Regions from separate parts of the Mus musculus genome. Here region 2 is linked to region 1. A link is a contact called in public promoter capture Hi-C data. All regions are on one chromosome and are shown on one strand. The core of a region is the stretch at or near the end of the contact, and the rest is flanking DNA. Distances in the headings are between cores, read along the strand shown.

Evidence for each region. Promoter capture Hi-C pulls out the DNA fragments that hold promoters and counts their contacts.
Region 2: a contact with region 1 is called in a promoter capture Hi-C map of embryonic stem cells, with 4 times the contacts expected there. The contact joins the enhancer-like site here to the promoter of Nrros in region 1. A contact is called at or near these places in 8 of 39 promoter capture datasets (cranial neural crest, embryonic stem cells, hippocampal neurons and 5 more), 1 of 484 Hi-C or Micro-C datasets (liver), 1 of 115 datasets of contacts at active chromatin or transcription factors (pancreatic cancer cells) and 1 of 9 other capture datasets (embryonic stem cells).

The regions. Positions count from the first base shown.
Region 1 is chr16:32,162,024-32,168,424 of GRCm38.p6, forward strand. Nrros (negative regulator of reactive oxygen species) reads right to left here and starts at 3,571. Exons shown (of 3, transcript NM_001347181.1): 1 at 3,357-3,571.
Region 2 is chr16:32,686,085-32,692,485 of GRCm38.p6, forward strand. No RefSeq gene overlaps it. Among named protein-coding and RNA genes, the nearest start is that of Gm34766, 9.4 kb to the right of the region's middle. Within about 2 kb of position 3,932, at least 38 of the 459 cell types and tissues checked have an H3K27ac peak or open chromatin away from gene starts, as enhancers often do. A contact at or near this core is called in embryonic stem cells, liver and pancreatic cancer cells, where this site is marked.

The DNA of each region.
Region 1 (6,401 bases), core at 2,321-4,820:
TGATTCATTTTTGGTTTTTCAAGGGTTTCTCTGTAATAGCCCTAACTGTCAAGGAACTCACTCTGTAGACCAGTCTGGCCTCAAACTCATAGATATTCCCCTCCTTCTGCCTCCCAAGTGCTGGGATTGAAAGTGTGCGCTACCACCACTCAACTCATTTGTTATTGTTGTTATTATTATTATTATATAAAAATAGACGTCAAGGAGCACCTACCTCTGGTGGCTCACAACAACATTGCCAGTTCCAGAGGATTCAATGCTTCCAGTCTCCAAAGGCTCCTGCATGTACAATGTAGGCTCACACACAGACACACAAATGAATAAAGAGCAATACAAATAAATCTTAAACAAACAAACACATACCCCAGCACAAATAGACAGGGTCAGAGAGGTGCCTCACTGGTTAAGAGGGTGTGCTGCTCTTGCAGAGGACTTGGGTTCAGTTCCCAGCACCCACATGGGGCCTCATGACTGCATGTAAATACAGTTCCACAGGATTTGATACTCTCTCCTGAGACTGTGAATTCCTCCATGCATATTGTGTGTGTGCGCTCGCACACACACACACACACACACACACACACACACACACACACACATTCAAATACAGGTAGATTAAATATTTAGGGAAAAAAAAGCCAAATCGCTAGGCATTGTAAAACATCTGTAATCCCAGCATTGAGGAGGCTGAGACAGGAAGATGGTGAGTTTGAGGCCAGCCTGTGCAATTTCATGACCTGTTCTCAAAACAAAACTTTAAAAGGGTGGGAGGCAGAAGAGAACCCTGACCTGGCTGATCAGTGGAAGAGCCTGACCTAGCGTGCCCAAGGTCCTGCATTCAGTCATCAACAGCAAACAAATAAACAAATACCATGGCCACCAGTACAGCTCTTCTAAAATACTTCAGAGTGCATATAAAACAACGGAACTCTTTAAACATTCCTGTAAGTAGGGGCTGGAGAGACGGCTCAGCAGTTAAGAGCACTGGCTACTCTTCCAGAGGACTTGAGTTCAATTCCCAGCAACCACATGGTAGCTCACATCCATTGTTAACTCCAGTCCCAGGGGATCTAATGACATCTTCTGACCTCTGGTCAATCACCTTAGTTAAGTAAACACAAAATTTTGAAAACCTGTCAGACCAACGTTGAGGAGGCTGAGGCTGAGAACAGTCCCCTTGGGGAAGTTTCAAGTGTCTTGGTGGGTGGTTACAAGGACCATTAACTTGCCTGAAGTTGAAAGATGTGGCCCCAGGCCGGGCAGGGAGAGAGCTGATGGCTGAGGGTCAGTGCTCAGTCTTAGCATCCAAGGGAGACAAGGAAAGCCAGGAGATACCAGGGCTACCAGAGATAGACAGGGTTCACTGAGCAGAAGCTGTGTGAAAGAAAGTCAGAGCCTCAAATGCTATCTCCTGCAGAGAAATCCCCTCCAGATTGTTATCTTTCTTAGAGGTAGGGCCAGGCAGCAGCACTCAAGGTGAGCCCACATACAGTGCCTGAGGGTGGTAAATGTGGAGGCTGGGGCTTGAGGAGGGGAGTCCCTGGGGACCTCACAGAACTTTGTGGCCACGCTGAGCGCATCACTGGTCCCAGCCTTGTTCTTTGTACCCACCTCACTGGTGAGAACCAGGGCAAAGTTCTACTTCCTCCTTTGTGCCCTCTGCTGAGGCTAAAGTCACACACTGAAGACACAAAACGTTGGGTCTCAGCCCCTGATTCTGTTTGTCCTGAAAAGTCTGTCTAGCAACTTCATTTCCCCCGCTTCTGATAACAACTGCTTGGTTGCTTTTTTGGGGGGGAAACACACACTCTCCCTCCCTCCCTCCCTCCCTTCATCTGTTTTATCACATAAACTCTATCATTTAGCCATTTTCAGACCTGCAGTTCAGCATTGTTGACTACATTTTACTGTTCGACCAGACCATGCCTCCTTAAGAAGTCCAGGTTTTGTTTCTTTGGGTTTTGTTAGGTATTTTGGTCCGATCCCAATCCTGACTCCAGTCAATAGGGACTACGAAGGAGGCTGGCCCTGTTACAATCTTCTGTGTCACTGGCTTATATTAGACACAGTACAGAAGCTAGTTCCCCAAGAATCTATCCACGGACAGTTCTATCACTAAGGAGAAAGGGTTTGCCTCCTGCTTCACAAGTCAGGCCAGTGGAGATTGGCTTAGAAGCTAATGAGCTCCAGGACAGCCTGGTGGAGTGTGTACCATTGTCCAGAGTTCTCTCGAAGGACCAGTCAAATGAAGGCACCTTCTCTTGTGAGGCTGTTTGGTTTTGATTTTAACCTAAGTGTTGAGGTTTTTTGTTTTGTTTTGTTTTTTGTTTTTCTGGGCCCATGAGTCTATAACCCCCTCTAGGAACTCTGGGGCTCACATATAAAGCTCATAGGGGGTGTCCCCAGGCCTCAAACACCGTGAAAACTGTCCGTACCTCACGGTCAGTAGCAGAGAGAGACACTGGAAAGCCTTCCTTAGTCTGCTCCGATCCTAGTTACAGTGGGGCACGTGGTCATCGCCGCAGCGCAATGGTGAGCTAGCAACTGCAGGGAGAGCAGTGCTTTTCCCTGCCCAGCTCCTGAGTGCGAGCGAGCCTGTGGGTAGGTCCATGGATGTGTGTCTGTGCCTGCAGAGGCCGAGAGGACCACAGCAGAGCACTGAGCAGGAGTCAGGAGAGCCTGGCTCTAATCTCTCTCTCTGACACTTGGGTAGCTGTGGACCAAATAATACCCCAGCACAAGTTACCCAGGACAAAGGCTCTAGGAGAAGGGCTTTTGCTGTCTTCTGGATGTACACACACAGCTGACCCTGGGAAGATCCCGGTTAAGTAAGTGCGACTGTGGATGGATTTCCGTGTCTTTGCCTGTGTAATGGTGGGTCTCAATTTATGTTGATGGGCAAAGGAGTCGATGCAAACACCCGTATGCTGAGTGTTCACAGCGTCCTCTCATGACGTCCGGTCACTCAGACTAGGCAAGGAGCACTGACCACTGTGTAGATGAGGAAAAAAAAGGAGGCTCCGAAAAGTTCCCTAACCTGTTCACACTCTCCCTGAAAGAGCCAGGAATCAAACCATAGCTGGTTGTAAAGCCCTACGTGCCTCTCCCACATCACACACCTCCTCTCTCAGCTGTAAGAGTTCCTGAGACTTCCACCTACACCAAAGGTGTAGCCCCCCCCCCAAATCCAGCCCAGAGGCGGAGAGACTGGATACCACAACTTCACAATGAGCCTGAGCGCGGCGTGCGTGGGGTGGGGGAGCTGATGCCTAACCTCCCACCACCCAACCCGGTCCCAGCTCGCCCACCTCTTGTAGCCCGGCAATGCTCAACGAACCCACGCAAGAAATACTCACTGCTCCCGCAGGCCCAGGCGGCTCCGCGGGGCGCATCGTCTCCAGGGCCCCAGCCTCCTGGACAGCACTTGCCGCTGCTGCGCTGCCTACTCGCTCTGGGGCATCAGATTATTTTAGCACTTGCGGAAGGAACCAACGGAAACTGAAGTCACATGGAGAGCTCGCCTCTCAGCGACTCAGCACTCAGCCCGCGTCTTAGAAGGAACTGCCACCGCGGGGGGTGGGGTGGGGGTGGGGTTGGACGAGGATGCAGGTAGCACATGGCCCCTCACCAGCAGGGCTGTCACTCTACAGGTGCAGCCTGCCAAGCTCTGTTAGGTCGTCGCTAAGCATGCTCTTGTGGCTCCTGCTTTGATGGCACATGGGAACTAGGAGTCCTGGCTTGTGGTCTGCTGTTCCAGGAACTCTTCTACAGGCTTCTATCCAAGGGCCAGCTTGGGGCAGAATTCAGTGAAGGGCAACACAAATTTGTTTAATTGGAAAGGGGGACGAGTCCGCCATTTAGAAGGGTCATCCATCCAGTCGTCTGTTTTCATCTACTCAGTCAGTCCTTAACTAATCATCTTTTCTGGGCACCGTACTTCTTAAAAATTAAGAAAATAAATAAAGGGAAAAGGAAGTCGGCAATGGCAGCACGCACCTGTGATCCCAACCCTGGAGAGGTTGAAGCAGGAGGATCAGAGTACAAGGTCATCCCAGCCCAAAGAGCAGGTTTGGGGTTGCCCTGGGATTCGTGTGACCTGTCACACACACACAAAATAAACAAGAAGGACAAATGGAAGAAAAAGAAAGGTTTTTGTCTACTGGTTTTTAACTGACCCCGCGTTGCAGATAGTACCATAAACTTCTTGGCTCTATTGAGTACGGGTGTTCAACAGCGTTGTTTTGATAATGCTGTGTAGAAAGTTCACTGTCAACTGTGGCAGCATGCCTAGCTAGCGTCTGCACGGATCCAGACCTGACCTAGTCCCAGCTCTAAGATGGAGAAAAAGACATGAGCTCCCAGCCCCAACCATCCACAAAGGAAAAATCATCTCTCAAGGGAGTCTCACTGAGTATACAAACCACACCAAAGGGCGGCTCCATGCCCTGCAGCAGGAAGCAACGGGGATGAGGGCTGGGGGGGGGGGGTTCGTTCAAAAAACTATGTAAATTAATTATACAGCCTTTAAATTTTTTTTGAGATTAAAATATAATTTCTCCCTCCCCCTTCTCCCTCTAACATTCCTATATATCCCACCCTGTTCTCTTCCAAATTCATGGCCTCTTCCACTTTAACTGTTTTACATATATATGTAAACACACACACACACACATTTATTCACTTGTAAAGGTAACAATGATGGCACCATTGAAGAAGAAAACAAGTGTAGAGAAAATTGTGTCACACTAAGGTTTCTGACTCAAACTTTTTCCTTTGTGTCTACCAGTGTGTGGCTAACTCTTATCTCTAGCACCAAGCTTCTTTTCCAAGAAAGGGCTTGTATTCATATTTAAAACATTTATTTATTTATTTATTTATTTATTTATTTGAGACAGGCTCTTTCTACATAGCCTTGGCTGTTTGGGAATTCAGTATATAGATGAGGCTGGCCTCAAATTCATAAAGATCCACCTGCCTCTAACTCCTGAGAGTTAAAGGTGTGTGCCACCACACCCGGCTATATTTTATTTTTATTTTACAGGTATGAACTTCCAGTCTCAGCCTCCCAAATGCTGGGGTTACAGGTGTATGTCACATTAGGAATGTTCTTTTTTCTTTTTTTTTTAATATACTTTTATTTTTATAAGGGAGTATGTGTGTGTATTTATGTAAGTGAATGTCATGTGTGTAGATGCTTAAGGATACCAGAAGAAGTTGTCAAACCCCCTAAAACTAGAGTTACAGGTGATTGTGAACCACCACATCATGGCTGGGAGAGAACTCAGGGTCTTCTGAGAGAACACTGAGTGCTTTTAACCATTGAGTTATGTCTTCTGTCCTAGGAATGGTTCTTGAATCTGATTGTTGTGTGACTTTTCTTGGGGAGATCTTAACAGTTATTCACCACAACAAGGCATTGATGACAGATCAAAGAACCAATTCCACCCAAATCTAGCTTAGAGAGCCGGTGAGTTTCCTGGGGTTACTTATAGGAACACAGTGATTCACCAAGAAACCTACCCTAGCATGAATGACAACTCACAAAACTGCACTCCCAGAGACTCCTACACCCACAGGTGGCTCCCCACTAGATTCTCTCTATAGATTACTGTGTTATGGGCTTGGGGAAGAGAGTCTTATGAATCTTGCATGTTTCAGGAGCTTCCTGGGTTGCTTTTGTTTACTTCCTGCATCTTATAAGCCTTCTTCCTTCTTCCAAGTGTCTAGCTCTCACCAACTCATGTCTGGATGACTTCAGTAACTTCCTTAGTTGTCTACCTGTCCCAAATCTTGTCCATCTTCCAAGTTAGACTCCACCCATCTTCCATGGATCGATCATTCGAGAAAAAGTGTGGGGATCAATTCGTTCCTTGCTTAGGGCCTTTATGGCCAGCCATTGTCCCTGTTTACCTGGGCCAGTGTTTAAATCCTGGTTCAGCCAGTTTAAGAATCAACAATGCCTGAGTTCTAACATCCTCATCCACTTTTCTTCCTCTTTGCTTTTTTTTTTTTTTTTTTTTTTTTTTTTGGACAGAGTCTCATTTAGTTGGCCCTGCCTTGATCCCCCTGCCTCCACTTCCCAAGTGCTTCACATATTTATCACCACACCCAGTAGCATATACCTACTTGTATATGCTTTACCCATTAGCATTCTCGGCAAGATTTCTTTCAAGGAAACTTAGAAGCTGGCCATTTTAAAGGCTGTGGAGAAACAAGGCTGTAGTTGGCTGGAAAATGGCACAGATTGTTCTTCTATAGTAGCAGCAGAAGGACCCAAAGACTTCCAGGAGAAACTAGGGCAAAGCTGAAAACAGGACATTCCTCACACCAGCAGGTCTGAAAGCCAGAGTGTCCAGCCAGAATTCTCCTGCTCAGCTGGATATTCTAGGCTCCTTCCCAAG
Region 2 (6,401 bases), core at 2,682-5,181, 520 kb after region 1:
AGTTCAAGGTCTGCTTATGGGACTTGACACTATTTAAAAACAGCCCGCAGAAACACTCAGGGTGCTGAATCATGCTGGTGCTCTTGACTGCAGTGGGCCAGAAGCACGGCAGCTCTGGGGGATGGAGCCTTCAGAGCCCACCATGCTGCAGTTAAAGGGACTGGTGGACTGTGCCCAGGGGCCGTGTCCTGCTGAGTTCTGGAATAGCCAGCTGCAGATTTCAGGCAGATGTTGTCCCAGGCTGACTGTTCTTCACCCTCTGGAGACAGGAAATGGCGGCAAGTGGGCAGTGCAGCAAGTGGACTGACTGCTCCTCCAGAAGTCCTGAGTTCAAGTCCCAGCAACCACATGGTGGCTCACAATCACCTATAATGTGATCCAATGCCCTCTTCTGGTGTGTTTGAAGAGAGCAACGGGTTACCCATATACATAAAATAAATCTTACAGAAAGGAAAAAAGTGTATGTGTGTGCTGTGTATGTGTGTACATGTCGTGTGTGTATATGTCATGTGTGTGTCTGGGATGTGGTACGTGCATGTATATATGTTTGGTTTGTAGATGTGTGTGTATATGCCTAGGTGTGTGTGTGATAAGTGTGTGGATATGTGAGTGAGTGTGTTTCTGTATGAGTGTATGTGATATGTGAGAGTGTCTGTGTGTATGAGTGTGTATATGTGTGGTGTGTGGCTGTGTGTGTATATATGTATGACTGTGTCTATGTATATGATGGTGTGGCTTGTGTGTGTGTGTGTGTGTGTGTGTGTGTGTGTGTTAGAGGAGGGAGATGTAGAAGCCTTCACATAAATGAGAAAGCTGCCTCAGACCTGGGATCCCAGGCAGCCCCATGTCACACTATGCAATGTGTGTGGTCCTTTGCCATGCAAACCCTAATTATACTATTAATTGCGGTATGATGTCTTAAAGAAGTATAAAAAAGATGGATTCTAGTTAAGATGCCTAGAATCTAAAGTTCAACTCATGGTATAGATCCCTTACCTAGAATGGAGGAAACTTGTTAGTTAAACAAAAATCAAATTTTCAAACTCTAAAAATAGTTGTAGGTCACGTCATGAATGGGGAAATAGGCTGTATGGGGCCTCAAGTCCTTTTTTTTTTTTATTTTATTTTTTCAGATGTTCTTCATCTCAAAACAACAACAACAACAACAACAAGCCATTTAGTCTGGGACGGGAGCTGCTGCTGCAGTAATTAAAGAATTTATACTGGTCTTACTGAGGATCTGAGTTAGGTTCCCAATACCACATACAGTGACTTAGAACTGCTGTGACTCCATCTCCAGTGGCTCCAAAACCCTCTTCTGGTCTCCACAGGCACTGCATGCCACGTGTGCACGCCCACACACAGACAGGCATCATTTAAAACAATAAGGGGGCGTGGTGGCAATCTTCAATCTCAGTAATCGAGAGGTAGAGGCAGGTGAGTTTGAGCCCAGCCTAGTCTACAGCTTAAGGTCCAGGCCAGTTCAGGCTACATAGTGAGACTCTTAATAAACAAAACCTTTAAAAGAAGGAGAAGACAGCAGCATTTAAAAAAAAAAAAAGCCAGGCGTGGTGGCACATGCCTTTAATCCCAGCACTTGGGAGGCAGAGGCAGGCGGATTTCTGAGTTCGAGGCCAGCCTGGTCTCCAGAGTGAGTTCCAGGACAGCCAGGGCTATACAGAGAAACCCTGTCTCGAAAAAAACTTAAAAAAAAAAAAAAAAAAAAAAAAAAAAAAGAGCACTGGCTGCTCTTCCAGAGGACACGGGATCAATTCTAAGTTATTGCATGGCAATTCAACCATCTATAACTCCACTTCTAGGGCATCTGATTCTCTTCTGGCCTCTGCAGGTGTGAGGGAGACAGACACACGGTGCAAAGACCAAGGATGCAGGTCAAGTCCACGCACATAAGATAATAGAGTAAGTGTCGTCTGGCCTGCTGATCTTTTGGAAGGAAAGAGTGGCTTTACCTGGAGAGCATGGCTCTGGGCACTAGAGCTCAGTAAGGCAGAGAGGACATTCTGCCGAGTGACAGGCCACCCACTAAACGAATCCTGCCGGTTCTGACAAATCAGGAGCTTAGCATCAAGCATCAGCCACTCTGCCCCAATCTCCACCCTAATGCTCTCAGTTTGCCTTAACAAACCAACAAGGCCGCTTTTGGCAACAACAGTTTGTTGTTGTTGTTTTGTTTGTGTGTTTGTTTTGTTACACTCAGAGATATCTTATAGATCATTTTTTTTAACTTTAAAGATCCATTCATTCATCATATGTGAGTGCACTGTAGCTGTCTTCAGACACACCAGAAAAGGGCGTCAGATCTCATTATGGATGGTTGTGAGCCACCATGTGGTTGCTGGGAATTGAACTCAGGACCTTTGGAAGAACAGTCAGTGCTCTTAACTGCTGAGCCATCTCTCCAGCCCTATAGATCATTTTTTAACTCTATTTAAGAAAACTTAAAAAAAAACAAAAAACAAACAAACAAACAAACAAAACACTGTTGCGTGAGTTGCCAGCATGTAAGAATCTGTTGTAAAGAGTGTATTTCAGAAGGCTTTTGTAGGAGCAGGACACTGCGGTTGTTTGTGTGTGTGTGTGTGTGTGTGTGTGTGTGTGTGTGTGTGAGAGAGAGAGAGAGAGAGAGAGAGAGAGAGAGAGAGAGAGAGAGAGAGAGAGAGAGAATGAATCAGGAATGCAATGCACTGTTTTGGCTGTGTTTCCTACACCCCAGGTCTTCCTGTTGGTTTTTGCCTGGTCAACCTGCTAGCTCTTGCAATGTTACTGTGTGTAGCAGAAGCCGATTCGGGTTTACCCAGCCTGGGGAATAAACTCAGGGTTTGTTGGGCAATCTGTCAGCCCTGTTGACAGAACACAAGCTGAATAGACAGTCTGTGCCCCTGGGAGTGACATCATTGTGGCAAAATGGCAAATGCTCTGTGTCATTGTGTACCCAGGGAGGTGGTTCCCCAGAAAGCGACTCTGCTGACTTGGTAGATAATAAAATTACCAGGAAAGTGACATGGGGTGACCGTGTTTCAGTGGTTAGCTGTTAGCTCACAGAATGGACTGGCTTGCTCCTGACCCATTCTCTTTTTGTTGGGGTTTGGGGGAGAGAGGTTGAAGGTTTGAAGGTGCTTCTCATATCCTGGTGAATAACAAGCCTGCTGGGTTCCTTTTGGTCTGTAGATGGGGGTGGAGGAGGACACTCTCTTTAAGCTGGATTGATCCACTTAACAATAGTGTGGCCAAAGGGAAAGAAGAATCTAGCATGCCCCCCCCCTTGCACTTTGGAGGCAAAAGGTGTTTTTAATTTGAAGCAATTTAGTTTTTATGGAACTTTGAACTTGGAGAATGGCTCCCCTGGCTTCTGGATGCAGGAGTTCTCAATGGCGGTCCCGCAGCTGCCAGCCGCCGCCAGGTAAAATGCTAAGATGAGAAACTAAACTGTGCGGTTTTTCCTTAAATTTATTCCGTTTCTCAAACATGTATGAGACAGATGTAAGTAGTGGAGGTAGTAGATAGTACCTTTGCTCCCAGGGCCTTATATTTGGATACTCTGTATCAAGGATTGCTTGAAACTGATCTGCAGAACCTGAGCAATTGCACGTTTGTGTCGACAGCGCCACCTACCGGTAAGATGAGACACTACCCATTTGAGTTAAATTTGAGAGTGTAGGGGGCTAAGGTTGTATGAAGTCGTTTCCCAGCAAATCATTTAAGAGTCTAAACCCTGCTGGTAGGGACTCAGCCCAGGTAAACTTGGGAAGGAATATGTTCGCCTACCATCTGGTACAAAACGGGGATCAGCTAGGGTCTAATGCAAAGAGAAAGGACATTAGAACCCTGTTTCTATGGACAGTTATGGAGGCTCTGAAGGAGGCCAACCAGAGCCAGGGAGAGAAACCAGTGCTCCAGGAGTTAAGTGCTAGGATATTAAAGGCTCAGGCAGAGCACGCAGCGACTCCACCGGAAGTCCCGGCACTACTCCCTTGTGCTGTGTTGACCTTCCTTCTATTTGTCTTCTTTGGTTTTTGTTTGTTAAAGTTTGTTTGTTTGTTTATTATATGTAAGTACACTGTAGCTGTCTTCAGACACCCCAGAAGAGGGCATCAGATCCCATTACGGATGGTTTTAAGCCACCATGTGGTTGCTGGGATTTGAACTCAGAACCTCTGGAAGAGCAGTCAGGGCTGTTTTGTTTTGTTTTGTTTTGTTTTTGTTTTTGTTTTTTCGAGACAGGGTTTCTCTGTACAGCCCTGGCTGTCCTGGAACTCACTCTGTAGACCAGGCTGGCCTTGAACTCAGAAATCCGCCTGCCTCTGCCTCTGAGTGCTGGGATTAAAGGCGTGCACCACCACGCCTGGCTACTCTTTGTTGTTTTTTATGACTGCTGTAATGCCCATTGTAGAATTGGGACAGTCAGCAGAGCGCATTAGAAAAGTTAATTAGTCAGAAAAATACGTGAAACTTGATATATTAGTTTTATCTGTGCAGACATGTATGTATTAATCTTATAAAAATAAGTACATCTGGTGAATGTTAAATTATAAACTGCTTCTTATTTTTTTAAGATTTATTTATTTTTATTTTATATGCATGAGTGTTTGCCTGTATGTCTGTGCATGTATGTATGTATGTATGTATGTATGTATGTATGTATGTATGTATGATTTCCTGTGTGTATGCGTATGTGTCTGAGACGAGAAGAGCGCGTCAGCTCCCCTGGAACCGGATTCCAGGAAACTGTGAGCAACCACAGGTAAGTTCTGGGAACAGAACATGGTTCCTCTGCAAGAGTAGCAGACTCTCTCATCTACTGATCCAATATCTCCAGCACTGTAAACTACTTTTAAATTGTTCACGTTTTATGCTACTGACTTTTCATCTTGAACATCCTTGAAACACTACATACTTTGCCTTCTGTGGATAAACTCTTGTTGTGTAAGACATTATTTTGTTAACATTTCTCTTGCACACGCTCAACTGGCCAGGAAGAATGACGCTGCAACAGGATCCTTCTGCACACGTTTACTGGGAGAGCATTGATTGCATAGGCGAAAGAAGAACAACCCCAAACAAGGAAAATGATGCTGCTTATATACCCCTCCATGTGACATGTCAGCTCCTGATTAGCTGCTCACTCATTACCCCACTACTACGCCCCGGGATGGGCAGTAACTTCGCACGAATTTACTCTTGCACCTGCGCACATTACTTGTTTACCAGTTAGGCACAGCGGAGGCTTGTGATGGCAATTGCTCACGGCTCTCCACGCATTTCTATGTTTTTTTTTGTTTTGTTTTGTTTTTGTTTTTTTTGAGACAGGGTTTCTCTGTGTAGCCCTGGCTGTCCTGGAACTCACTTTGTAGACCAGGCTGGCCTCGAACTCAGAAATCCACCTGCCTCTGCCTCCCAAGTGCTGGGATTAAAGGCGTGCGCCACCACCGCCGGGCTCATTTCTACGTTTTTAATGAATTATTTTGACGTGTTTATGAATGTATTTTCAGGAAAGTAGATCTCTTTTTCTCGAGTCTGTATGTTTCTAAAGGAAAGAACTGAGATTCTTAAGGTATTTTTAAAGATCCCGGGGAACGTGAGAGGGGGTGGGGCCTCACAGGATGGTGGCTGTAGACTGGCAGAGCTCAGCTCTCAAGGCTGCACAGCCTTTCCTCTGGTCTCCCGGTGAGGAGACGCCCTTGCTTCAGCTGTCTTTTCTGGAGCTGTTTTGAAGATGTCTCACTTTTCTACAGCCACCACCAGGATGGCCCTGGGGAATGTGTGGCTTTCCACTGATTGGCCCTTCTCTGGCATCTGAGGGAGGGAAAGAGCCACCTGTTGTGAGGAACTGGGGAAACCCCTCCAGGGCTTTGGAGGGACCCCCACACATGGGCTAGATGCATCAGTTTGTTTACCCCTATCCTAGAAAAAATGATCATGTGAGGGCTGCAGAGATGGCTCAGTGGTTAAGAGCACTGACTGCTCTTCCAGAGGACCTGAGTTCAATTCCCAGCACCCACATGGTGGCTCACAGCCATCTATAATGGGATCTGTAATGGGATCCAATGTCTTCTTCTGGTGTGTCTGGAGACAGCTACAGTGTACTCATATATGTAAAATAAATAAATCTTGATGGGCGTGGTGGCGCACGCCTTTAATCCCAGCACTTGGGTGGCAGAGGCAGGTGGATTTCTGAGTTCGAGGCCAGCCTGGTCTACAAAGTGAGTTCCAGGATAGCCAAGGCTATACAGAGAAACCCTGTCTCAGAAAAAAAAAAATTAAAATAAATAAATAAATAAATAAATAAATAAATCTTTAAAAAAAAATCATGTGAGGCCAGCAGCTCAAGCCAGCAGTACCTGGAAGCTCTACCCTGAACCTGCTAGACTGAAATCTGTGCC